2 separate regions of the Sus scrofa genome follow, and region 1 is linked to region 2. A link is a contact called in public Hi-C data. All regions are on one chromosome and are shown on one strand. The core of a region is the stretch at or near the end of the contact, and the rest is flanking DNA. Distances in the headings are between cores, read along the strand shown.

The links. A called contact is a pair of places that touch in the nucleus more often than the background predicts.
Region 1: a contact with region 2 is called in a Hi-C map of fetal liver, with 2.4 times the contacts expected there. The contact joins the promoter of USP7 here to the enhancer-like site in region 2. A contact is called at or near these places in 6 of 47 Hi-C or Micro-C datasets (embryonic fibroblasts, epiblast stem cells, fetal liver and 1 more) and 1 of 2 datasets of contacts at active chromatin or transcription factors (alveolar macrophages).

The regions. Positions count from the first base shown.
Region 1 is chr3:33,751,509-33,756,631 of Sscrofa11.1, forward strand. It overlaps USP7 (ubiquitin specific peptidase 7), which reads left to right and starts at 2,849. Exons shown (of 31, transcript NM_001135680.1): 1 at 2,849-3,014. The coding sequence starts at 2,933.
Region 2 is chr3:33,710,488-33,715,757 of Sscrofa11.1, forward strand. No RefSeq gene overlaps it. Among named protein-coding and RNA genes, the nearest start is that of USP7, 41 kb to the right of the region's middle. Within about 2 kb of position 3,919, at least 30 of the 83 cell types and tissues checked have an H3K27ac peak or open chromatin away from gene starts, as enhancers often do. A contact at or near this core is called in alveolar macrophages, epiblast stem cells, fetal liver and 1 more, where this site is marked.

The sequences.
Region 1 (5,123 bases), core at 1,599-4,098, 40 kb after region 2:
GTCTTCCTCACTCATTCTCATCTTTTGCAAGATACTCTTTCTAAATTAGATTTATTGTGATCTGACTCTCATACCATATCCTTTACCATTTAAAGTGAGCAATTCAAGGAGTTCCCGTGTGGCACAGTGGTTAACGAACACGACTAGGATCCACGAGGTTGCAGGTTCGATCCCTGACCTTGCTCAGTGGGCTAAGGATCCGGCACTGCCGTGAGCTGTGGTGTAGGTCCCAGATGCAGCTTGGATCTTGAGTTGCTGTGGCTGTGGCGTAGGCCGGCGGCTACAGTTCCGATTAGCCCCCTAGACTGTGAATCTCCATGTGCCGCAGGAGCAGCCCTAGAAAAGGCAAAAAGACGAAAAATAAATAAAGTGAACAATTAAATAGTTTTTAGTATATCTGCCAAGTTGTGCAACCATCATCAGAATCAGATTTAGGATATTTTCATCCCTTCCATCTCTATAGATTGATTTTTCTGCTCTGTACATTTCATGTAATTGGAATCATGTAGAAGGTCTTTTCTGTCTGGCTTCTTTCACCCAGCTGGCCTGTTTTCAGGCTTCATCCAGTCTTTTTTTTTTTTTTTTTGCTTTTTCAGGCCACACCCAAGGCATATGAAGGTTCACAGGCTAGGGATCTAATCAGAGCTACAGCTGCCGGCCCACTACGCCACAGCCACATCAGATCTGAGCCTGGTCTGTGACCAGGATGGAACCCGAAACCTCATGGTTCCTAGTAGGATTTATTTCCACTGCGCCATGATGGGAACTCCCATCCATTCTTCTTTATTGCCAAACAGTATCTTCTTGGATGGGGATACCACATTTAATGTATCCATCATGCAAGGTGTTCTTTTTACTAATCCCTGGGTTGGTTTTGAACCCAGCAAGATAAGGTTGGCCAGTGTGGAACGTGATAGGCACGTTTATCACTGCCTGCCACCCTTTCCTCTGCCAGAGCAGTCCTTGCCCTCCCCCAAGTCTCTAGAGGTGGAGAGAAGGATTCCTTTGCATCTGAGAACTGTTCATTAGCATTTGTGAGAATCTGGGTGAATAACAACGCCTCTTCAGAATCTGGGGGTGACCCAGGGGCTGGGATTGACTGGTTCCTGGGGAAAAAACTCCTTCTCTCTCAGTTTGCCCACTGCTTTGGTCTAGGAAGAAATGCACTGGTGGGAAACCAGTTCAAGTCTATGAAATGCTTGGGGGGTGGGGGTGGGGTTCTACTCTAGCCACATTTGAATCCTGTGTTCCTTCCACAAATATGTATTGAGTACTTGCTATGCACCAGGCATTTGGGATACCACAGTGAACAAAACATTCTTTCGTGGCTAGGGAGATGGGCAGTGCATAAACTGGAGAAAGATTCAAGGATGAGAGACGGGAGATGGAAAGTGGGACAGGAATCACGATTTCCTGGTCAGTTAAGGTCACTCAGAGGTACCGATATGTAGGTGCATGTGCTTTTCCTCTATTCTCTTCTCCATCCACACTTCCTTGGTTATCCTCAGAATGTTGAGACCCTAGTCACCAGTGTCTCAAGGATCACAAGAGACAGGACAGAATGAAGGAGGCCCTGGGTGAACGGTCTTAGCCAGGACGGGCTGATAGAAAGGGAATCAATGAATGCCACATGAAGAACTTTTTAGTTTGGTTTTGAGGGACTAAAACCAATCTGGTTTCTGGTTTGGGCAATAGTGAGAAAAGTGCTCCCACGAGAGGTGCAGGGTGAGTAAGTTGCAGGCCGGTTAACGGGGGTAAATGGTAGGAGTGCCAGCGAGTGCTGATCGGTGCTGACCGCTCGCTCCTACCCGGGCCCTCTTCTAAAGAGGCGCCGGGCGGTATCAGCTACCTGCCCTGGGTCACACGGCTGCGGGGCAGGGTTTCGGGCCCTGCCCCGACGGCCACTCGCGCGGGCTTTCCGGGTGACCAGATGCCCGGGCGGGGCAGATGCTGGGCCACTCGCCCCCCGAGGGCTGGGGGACCCGTCGCCCACATCGGAGCGCACCGGGCCCGGCCGCGCCGCGAGGCTCGGGCGGGCACCGAGGGCGGGCGCCCGGCGAGAGGCCGAGACGGGCCGGGCGGCGCGGGGCGCGGGGGGCGCGGCGCTGCGGGCCGGGGCAGGCGGGCCGGCGGGCGGGCGGGCCCAGGCGGCGGCGGCGGGCGGGCCGCTCCCTGCACCGCCTCCCCGCTCCGCCCTCCCGCTCCCGCTCCGCCCTCCAGCTCGGAGCTCGCCCGCCCGCTCCCTGCGCCGCCCGCCCGCTCTCCTCGCTCGCTCGCTCGCTCGCTCTCGGGCCCCCCATGCGGATGTGACATTTCACGCCGCCGCCATTTTGAGAGCGAGCCGAGTCGAGCCGCCGGGCGCCGCGTCCGCTGCCGGAGTCCCGACGACGACGCCGAGGAGGCGGAGGCCGCAGAGCCCCGAGCGCGGCTGGTCCGTCGCCCGCCCGCGCCGCCGCCGCTCCCGCCAGCCCCAGGCCCCGCAGGCCCGCCGCGGCCGGCCAGGCCTCTCGCCCGCCGCGCCCGGCCCGAGGCGGGGCTGACTCCGCGGCCCCCGCCCGGCCGCCCTCCGCCCCCGGCCGGCCCGCGGCCCCGCAGCCCCGGCCCCGGCGGCGGGAGGCGGGCCCCGCGGCGGCGGCGGCGGCGGCGGCGGCCGCAGCGAGCGAGGAGGCCGCCCGGCCAGGCCCGCCGGCCGCCCGCCCGCCTCGGCGCCGAGATTGGGCGAATCGCGAGCAAGTACGTGCGCGTCTCCCTGCCGCCGCCGCCCGCCGCGGGCCGCCCCGGGGCCGCCGCTGCCGACGACGCGCGGGAGGAGGAGGAGGAGGCCGCCCCGCCGCCGCCGCCGCCGCCGCCGCCCCGGCTCGCCGCCGCCGCCCGCCCGCCGGGCCCGCAGCCCGGGCTCCCGGCCGCAGGCGAGGCCCAGGCCGCGGCCGACATGAACCACCAGCAACAGCAGCAGCAGCAGCAGAAAGCGGGCGAGCAGCAGCTCAGCGAGCCCGAGGACATGGAGATGGAAGGTGAGCCCCGCGGGCTGGCCGCGGCGGGGCCGGGAGCGCCTTCCATTGTAGCCGGGGGGAGCCGCAGGAGCCACGCGAGGGGCTCGCCATCTTTAACCAGGCCCCGGGCGGCCGCGGGCCTCGGCCTGGCCGTCCCGACCCGGTCGGCCCGGCCGGGGCGAGGCTGCACCGTCATGCCGGGCCCGCGGGCGGGGGGCGGCCGCCGGCCCCCCGCCTGGCGCATTGTCCGGCCCGCGGGACCCGGGCGGCCTCGCCGGCACAAAGCGCCCAGAGCCCAGAGTTGTAAATGAGGGCGCTCCGGCCGCGGAGGGACGCAGGGCTTTGGGGGCTGCTGGCGGCCGCCGCGCGCCGGGGTCGGGAACCGGGTTCCGGGGACCGTGCCACTGACGGGACGTCGCGGGGGCCTGGCTCTGGCCGGGAGGGTCGGGGCCCTGGAAACCTCCCTGGGCTCGGGCCTCGCCCCCACCTGCTCCCGTGCGCTCCCCCGGAGAGCCCCCCGGGGCTTCGAAGCGGTTCCCGGGTCGATCGCTCTGTAACAGCACTTGCTAGCGTTGGGCTTCATTTTGAAACACCTGCAAGGGACGCGGATGTTGTCAGCCTCCCGACGGGCCCAGAGTTCTGAGCCAGGCGCTCTTCGTTTCAGAGTTACCTGTTTTTCAGGGAGTTTGGTACCTGGCTGTTGGTGCAGTCAGCCTCGGGCCAGGTGTGGGTTTGAAACTACGTGAAAGCTCCCCTCCCCCCAACTACCTATATCCGAATTCAGCTCGACTCCGAAGGTAACTTTTAATTTTCTGCCCCTGTGCCAGCAGCTTTCCAGGGTACCGCACTTTTGAGATACTAGGTCTTGGTAATGAAGGTTTGATGTAGAGGCCCTGGATAGGAAAGGGTCTTGGGCTTACAGGCTCAAGCAGAGGTGGTCACTGGAAGGCATCTGTTTGTCATGGCCCCACGTATTTCAAAGGGCAAAGTCTAGGGAGCCTTAAAAGAGAATTTTTACCCATTTCTAGGAGGGCCGACAGGCAGGAGTTAAAAGGGGGCACCTGGGTGAATGGGGCGTTGAATGTTCCTGTTCTGCTTTGAGCAAGAGATCTTGGGTTGCGTAAGTGTGTGGGGCGCTAAGGAAGCTCAGGTAAAGCAGCATTTGTCCTTTGGGGTGGCTACACGTGCGGGGCGCTGCACCCTGGTTGGCAAGAACACTTTGACTGGTGTTCCCATGAGTATGAAAATGGGGGGGCGGGGGATGCCCTGCCCGATTGCAGGAGGTAAAGTGGAGGTGCCTGCAGAAGGCACTTCCCACTTGTCCTTACAGTGGTGAGGAATGGGGGGCAGGAGAGCCAAGCTCACGCCAAGAACTGGCTGTCTATTTCTCTTGGCCCCAGCGAGGCAGTAACTTGGTGGAGCTTTTGTCATATGCCATTAAACCAACTAGCTGAAGGAGTACGTGCTGAGAGTATTCTGTATATTCCTTTAGGCCAAAAGAGGGCTGCTTTTCAGTTTCCTTTTCAAATACCACTCATCAAGACAAAAATCCAGTAGCGCTAGGCTGGCCTACGCCATGTCCCATGTAAGTCGTCCTGCCACTGGTTTTGAACACTAGTGATAGTATAAGCACGGGCCTCTCCGCAGAGTGCATTTCTGGCACCGAACTGGGTCTTTGGGAAATAATCATGGCCACAAGTTTCAAGGACTTTTTTAAGACTAGAGAGGATTGAATGGGGGAAGAATTTTCAGTCCGGGCATGTGTTCACAACTGGTTTCTTTTCTCATGGAGTTTTTTATTTTCATATCAAAAATGGCATTGGAAAGTCACCCATAAAGTCATGAGTCTGCAAATTTACTGCCATCTCAAACTGGATTGCAAAGATTGTAGCTTATTACTAATGATTCCTTAAACTGAAGTCTTGTTTCTTTTGGATGGGCCTTAACTAGAAGCTACCATGTCTTTGAAGGGCTTGTAGTCGAGCCCCCACAGGTGTGCCGTTTAAAAAGCTGCCCGAGTCTTAGGCGGTCTACAAGCTTTTCAGCCTTTCCTAGCCTTCCCTCTCCTCGCATGTGCTGCTAGGTTGACATATATTGTATTTTAGATGAGAAAGAGTGAAAGACTCCTTC
Region 2 (5,270 bases), core at 2,669-5,168:
GGTGACAGAGAAATAAATACCTATGGCTAGAACCCAGATAAGGGAAGAGGGCTGACTCTGTGTGGGGTGGTTCAGGAAGACTTCCTGAGGAGAGGGCATTAGAAAGATGCCATTTAAACCCAATAGAAACATAATGTGGAGTTCCCGTGGTGGCGCAGTGGTTAACGAATCCGACTAGGAACCATGAGGTTGCGGGTTCAATCCCTGCCGTTGCTCAGTGGGTTAACAATCCGGCGTTGCCGTGAGCTGTGGTGTAGGTTGCAGACGTGGCTCGGGTCCCGCGTTGCTGTGGCTCTGGCGTAGGCCGGCGGCTACAGCTCCAATTCGACCCCTAGCCTGGGAACCTCCATATGCCGCGGGAGCGGCCCAAGAAAAGGCAAAAAGACAAAAAACAAACAAACAAAAAAAGAAACATAATGTAAGCCGTATATGTGGTTTCTAATTTTCTAGTAGCTAGATTTTCAAATGAAACAGATGAAAATTTAAAAAAATATATATTGCTGGGAGTTCCCATCCTGGCGCAGTGGTTAACAAATCTGACTAGCATCCATGAGGGCTCGGGTTTGATCCCTGGCCTCGGTCAGTGGATTAAGGATCTGGCGTTGCCATGAGCTGTGGTGTAGGTAGCAGATGCAGTTCGGATCTGGTGTTGCCATGAGCTGTGGTGTAGGCCTTGCAGCTACAGCTCCAATTTGACTCCTAGCCTGGGAACCTCCATATGATGCGGGTGTGGCCCTAAAAACCAAAAAAAAAAAAAAAAAAAAAAATTGCTGAGATATTTTGCTTTTTAAGAAAATGCTGTCTTAGAAATCTGATGTGTGTTTGGTGCTTATGGCACATCTTGGTTTGGACTGACCGCGTTTTAAGGGCTTAGTAGCCACATGTGACTGGCAGCTTCTATGTTGGACAGCCCAGCTCTGGAGGAATGAAAGAGACACGGAGAAAGCCTGCAAAGAGCATTTTATATTGAGGAGACCAGGCTGAGCACACAGAACCAGGTTGGGAAGGATCAGATCTGAGTAATAGAAGTCCTCACTCAATCTTCAGCGAACACAGGATTGGCCCTGCAGGGGGCTGGCACACTTCAACTAATATCTTGAAAATGCCTTAATACCAAACAGATTACCATTCTTCCCCTAAGAAGCTGTAAGGCCTGGGTCCACCACAAGGAGTGAGGAGCCAGACTTTTCATATTCAAATCTTTGGTCTGTTTCATATTGCTGTGTGACCTTGGCAAATTAACTTAATCTCTCTGTGCCTCAGTGTTTTTCAATCCTCAAGGGTTGTTGCCAGTAGAGTGTGTTAAGCACTTGCAGCAGTGGTGGGTCTGTGGTGGGCATCCTTTAGACATTGGCAGTAGGCTTGGGATGGGTTTTAGCTCCTAAGTTAATGATGTGCAAGAAGAAACAATTAGGAGATGAACCCCTTGCCAGCTGGGTTTCCTGAGCTTCAGACAGGAGGTGAATGTTCCAAGAATGCAATTCATTTAAAGTCGTAACATAAGGTAGTGGGTGGCAGTGCAGATGCAAAAGCAAACTGGAAAAAGTTAGCCAGCAAGAAAAATAAGCCAGGAAAGAAATGGACACAAAAAAATCATGCCCATTCTTTTTCACCTCCCTGCTATGCCCCAAGGTTTGGGAGCTCTAATACCTAAAGGAACTAGGCTGATTTTGCCAATAAGTGAAGCAACCTAAGATGTTAGAATGTGGCGGGGTCTATGGCAACAAGTTTCTAGGCTCAGCCAACTGAAGTCAGTACAGAAATGCATGTTTTCTGTTTAGTATAGTGGGTAGGAGCATTTACATTTGGAACTTTGTTATGTGACCTTGGACAAGTTGCTTAAGCCCCTGTGCCTCAGTTTCCTCATCTGTTAAATGGGGACAGTGGTAACTTATTACAAGAATGAATGCCGGTGAATTACTTTGAACAGTACCGGGCATATAATAGTACACATTCGACGAGTATTAACTACCATTATTATTGCTGTTGTTGTCTTTACTTGCATTACAGAAAAGGGGCCAACTGGGCATGGGGGCACCAGCTAATCCTCACACCGGTGTGATTAAAGGCATGGGAAGTGAGACAGACCCACACCTGCCACTTACTAGCTGAGCGACTCATTTGCATTACATAACATCTCTGAATTCAGTCCTCTCAAATGTAAAATGAAGGTAAACATCTACATGCATCACAGAGATCTTTGAGCTGTAAGGAATGGAAATTTATGTCAACCATAAGGAAATATATCATCTTGAATAGCAAAAATGCCAGAGATAGAGTTCTCATCGTGGCGCAGCAGAAATAGATCCCACTAGGAACCATGAGGTTTCTGGTTCGATCCCTGGCCTCGCTCAGTGGGTTAAGGATCTGGCGTTGCCGTGAGCTGTGGTGTAGGTCTCAGACGAGGCTCAGATCTGGCTGTGGCTGTGGCATAGGCTAGCTGTTGTAGCTCTGATTAGACCCCTAGCCTGGGAACCTCCATATGCCTTGGGTGGGGCCCTAAAAAAGCAAAAAAAAAAAAAAAAGGAAAAAAAAGGAAAAAAAAGCCAGAAGCCCAGTGTGGCCTTCAGGAATGGTTAATCCAAAAGCTGAATCTGGTATCAAGGACCTAGAAACTCTCCATCTTTCTATCTGGGATTCAGCTTCAGGCTGTGGTTGAGTTTCTTTTGTGGTTATTTGATGTCTCTGGCTTCTCATGGTAATTGAAGTCGTTTGCCTTTTTGGTCACATCCAATGAGCACTAGAGAGGCACCTCTTGATCATGGGATAACTTCTTTCTTTCAGCCTAGTCAGTCAAATTTAGGTGTCATACCCACCCTTGGACTGAGAACCCATTCACTGGGGAATGCCTAAAGCTGATTGGCTTGGGCCTGGAAACCTGAGCCAATCACAGGCAATGAAATGGGATTATCAAGTTTAGACCAATCAGAGCCCAGTCCTGGGGCTGGGGATGGGATTGGCTGGCCTTCAGTCACTTGTGCTACATGCCTTTCCGGATTTCAAGAAAAGGCAGACTGGATGCCGAGTAGGCAATCAGCAGTGACCCCCCACACTGCCTCCCAGGGTTATGGAGAAGATTAAATAAGAAACTGTCTTTAAAGCACTTAACACAGTGCCTCACACCTATTATTAAGCTTATCTGTGTTGTTAGTGGGAGAAGAATTCAGAGCTTAGAACTGCTCTGAAGGAGAGAACAGAGAGTCCTGGCAGGATTTTTTTTTTTTTTTTGGTACGGTTAAAGGAGACAGTATAAATATTCTTAACCGTTTGCCAGCTGTCAGGTGCCTTGTAGACAAAAAGACTCTAATGCAGTCTTGAGGCAGTGCTTGAGTTTAATCTGGTATATCATCCTGGAAAAAAATAAGAGACGCAAACAAATGAAATGACTGATCCTAAGTGGATGTGAGGGTCCTGAAGCCTCGGTTTTTCAGCCCTTCCTAAGTGTAAAGTGAGTGTTTAAGGCATTGTTGTTACAAGTCATATGTCCCCCTTCGATGCATTACATCAGAGATTAGCAAACTGCAGCATTTGAAGCAAATCTGGCCTGCTGTTTGTTTCCTAACAATATTATAACTGTAATTAAACTTTTTTCCCTTAAGTGGGGGGCTCTCCAGAATAAAGTGGAGGCCCCACATATGTGACTTTTTCCTTTGAGTGCAAACCCAAACGTAGCTAGAAGGTAACTGATGAGTGAAAATCGCTGGGAATTTCAGGGGTGGGCAAGAGCTTTCACTTTCTCTTTCCTTTTCTCTCTCTGTGCTGTCAGTTGCTGCTTGGCCTTATTTTGCATAGATATTCTTGCCGGGTGGCAGAAACAATGACCTCGGGTGGCTTCAGACCTCCAGTTCAGCCCTTCCATTAGAAGGAGAATTTTTGCCTCCCAACGTCTGTCAATCCATTTTAGAGGAGGTTCTGATTGGCCCAACGTAGGTCACATGCCTCTGTCATGAGCCAATCCAGTGGCCAGGAGAATGGTCTACTCTGACCTGCCTGAGCCACAGGGAGAGAAGAAGGGGAGGGCAACCCAGGACCAGAGGAACTTCTCCCAGAGGAACTTGGAGAAAGAGAAGTGGGACCATATAATGGTTAACTGCACAGTGTGTTACACTGAGGAACTGCAACCATCCGCTCCATCCCTGTCATGTTATCACTGAGGGTACTGTGACCCGGAGAGGGGTTATTTCAGTTTACACAAGGTTACCCTGTTTGTACAGCAGATCAATCAGTATTAGGAAATCACGGACCTGGAGTTCCTGTCCTGGCTCAGTGGTTAACGAATCCGAGTAGGAACCATGAGGTTGTAGGTTCGACCCCTGGCCTCCCTCAGTGGGTTAAGGATCCAGCGTTGCCATGAGCTGTGGGTCACAGACAGGGCTCGGATCTCACATTGCTGTGGGGTAGGCCAGTGGCTACGGCTCCGATTCAGCCCCTAGCCTGGGTACCTCCATATGTCTCTGGTGCGTCCCTGGAAAAGCCAAAAAAAAAAAAAAAAAAAAAAAAAGAAAGATAGAGAGAGAGAGAAGGAAAGAAATCACGGACCTGATATAACATAATCCTACCCCACATGCCCGGCTGTGTTACGGGGTAAGGAGAAAGTACCACATGTATTGTGACGCTGCGTATGGACTCATCATCTTGGGCTTTGTGACCCAGAAAAAATGGGAAAGATGTGCAGTCAGACTGTCTAGCAGGACTCTTTTAGGGTTCATCAAAGGGATTTCTTTTAAAATACCTACAGAGGCTCCTCCTGGTGGAAGTTACTTTTGGTGCCACCAGAGCTGCTTTCCTAGAATAGCGACAGTTCAGGGGGGTGGAGGTGGGTATATTCTCATCCAGCAACTGCAAGGGAATCCAACGTCATTTCTCATCGTTACCTCCAGGGATTCCAGCACCACCACACCACTCCCCTTTGTAAGCTGTATATAATCGGAATCTCACCTCCCAATGGTGTTTGGCAAAAATGTCTCCCTGTCAACTGGGAGAATGACAGCTGTAACCAAATGCTTTCTCCATTGTCAGGATTCAGCTGGGGCAGGGATGCAGCCAGCTTCAGCAGAAAGGACGGTTTGCAACAAGGGAAGGGAGCGACTCATAGAGTCTGAAGGCCTCAGGAGGGTCCAGAAATGGAAAGCCATCAGCAACACAGACTGGATTGGCATTTCAAGAGTCTCTTGGCTCAGAGTTTCCCACTGTGGCAGTAACGGATCAGCAGCATCTCTGGAGCACTGGGACGTAGTTTTTGTTTTGTTTTGTTTTGTTTGTTTTTTTGT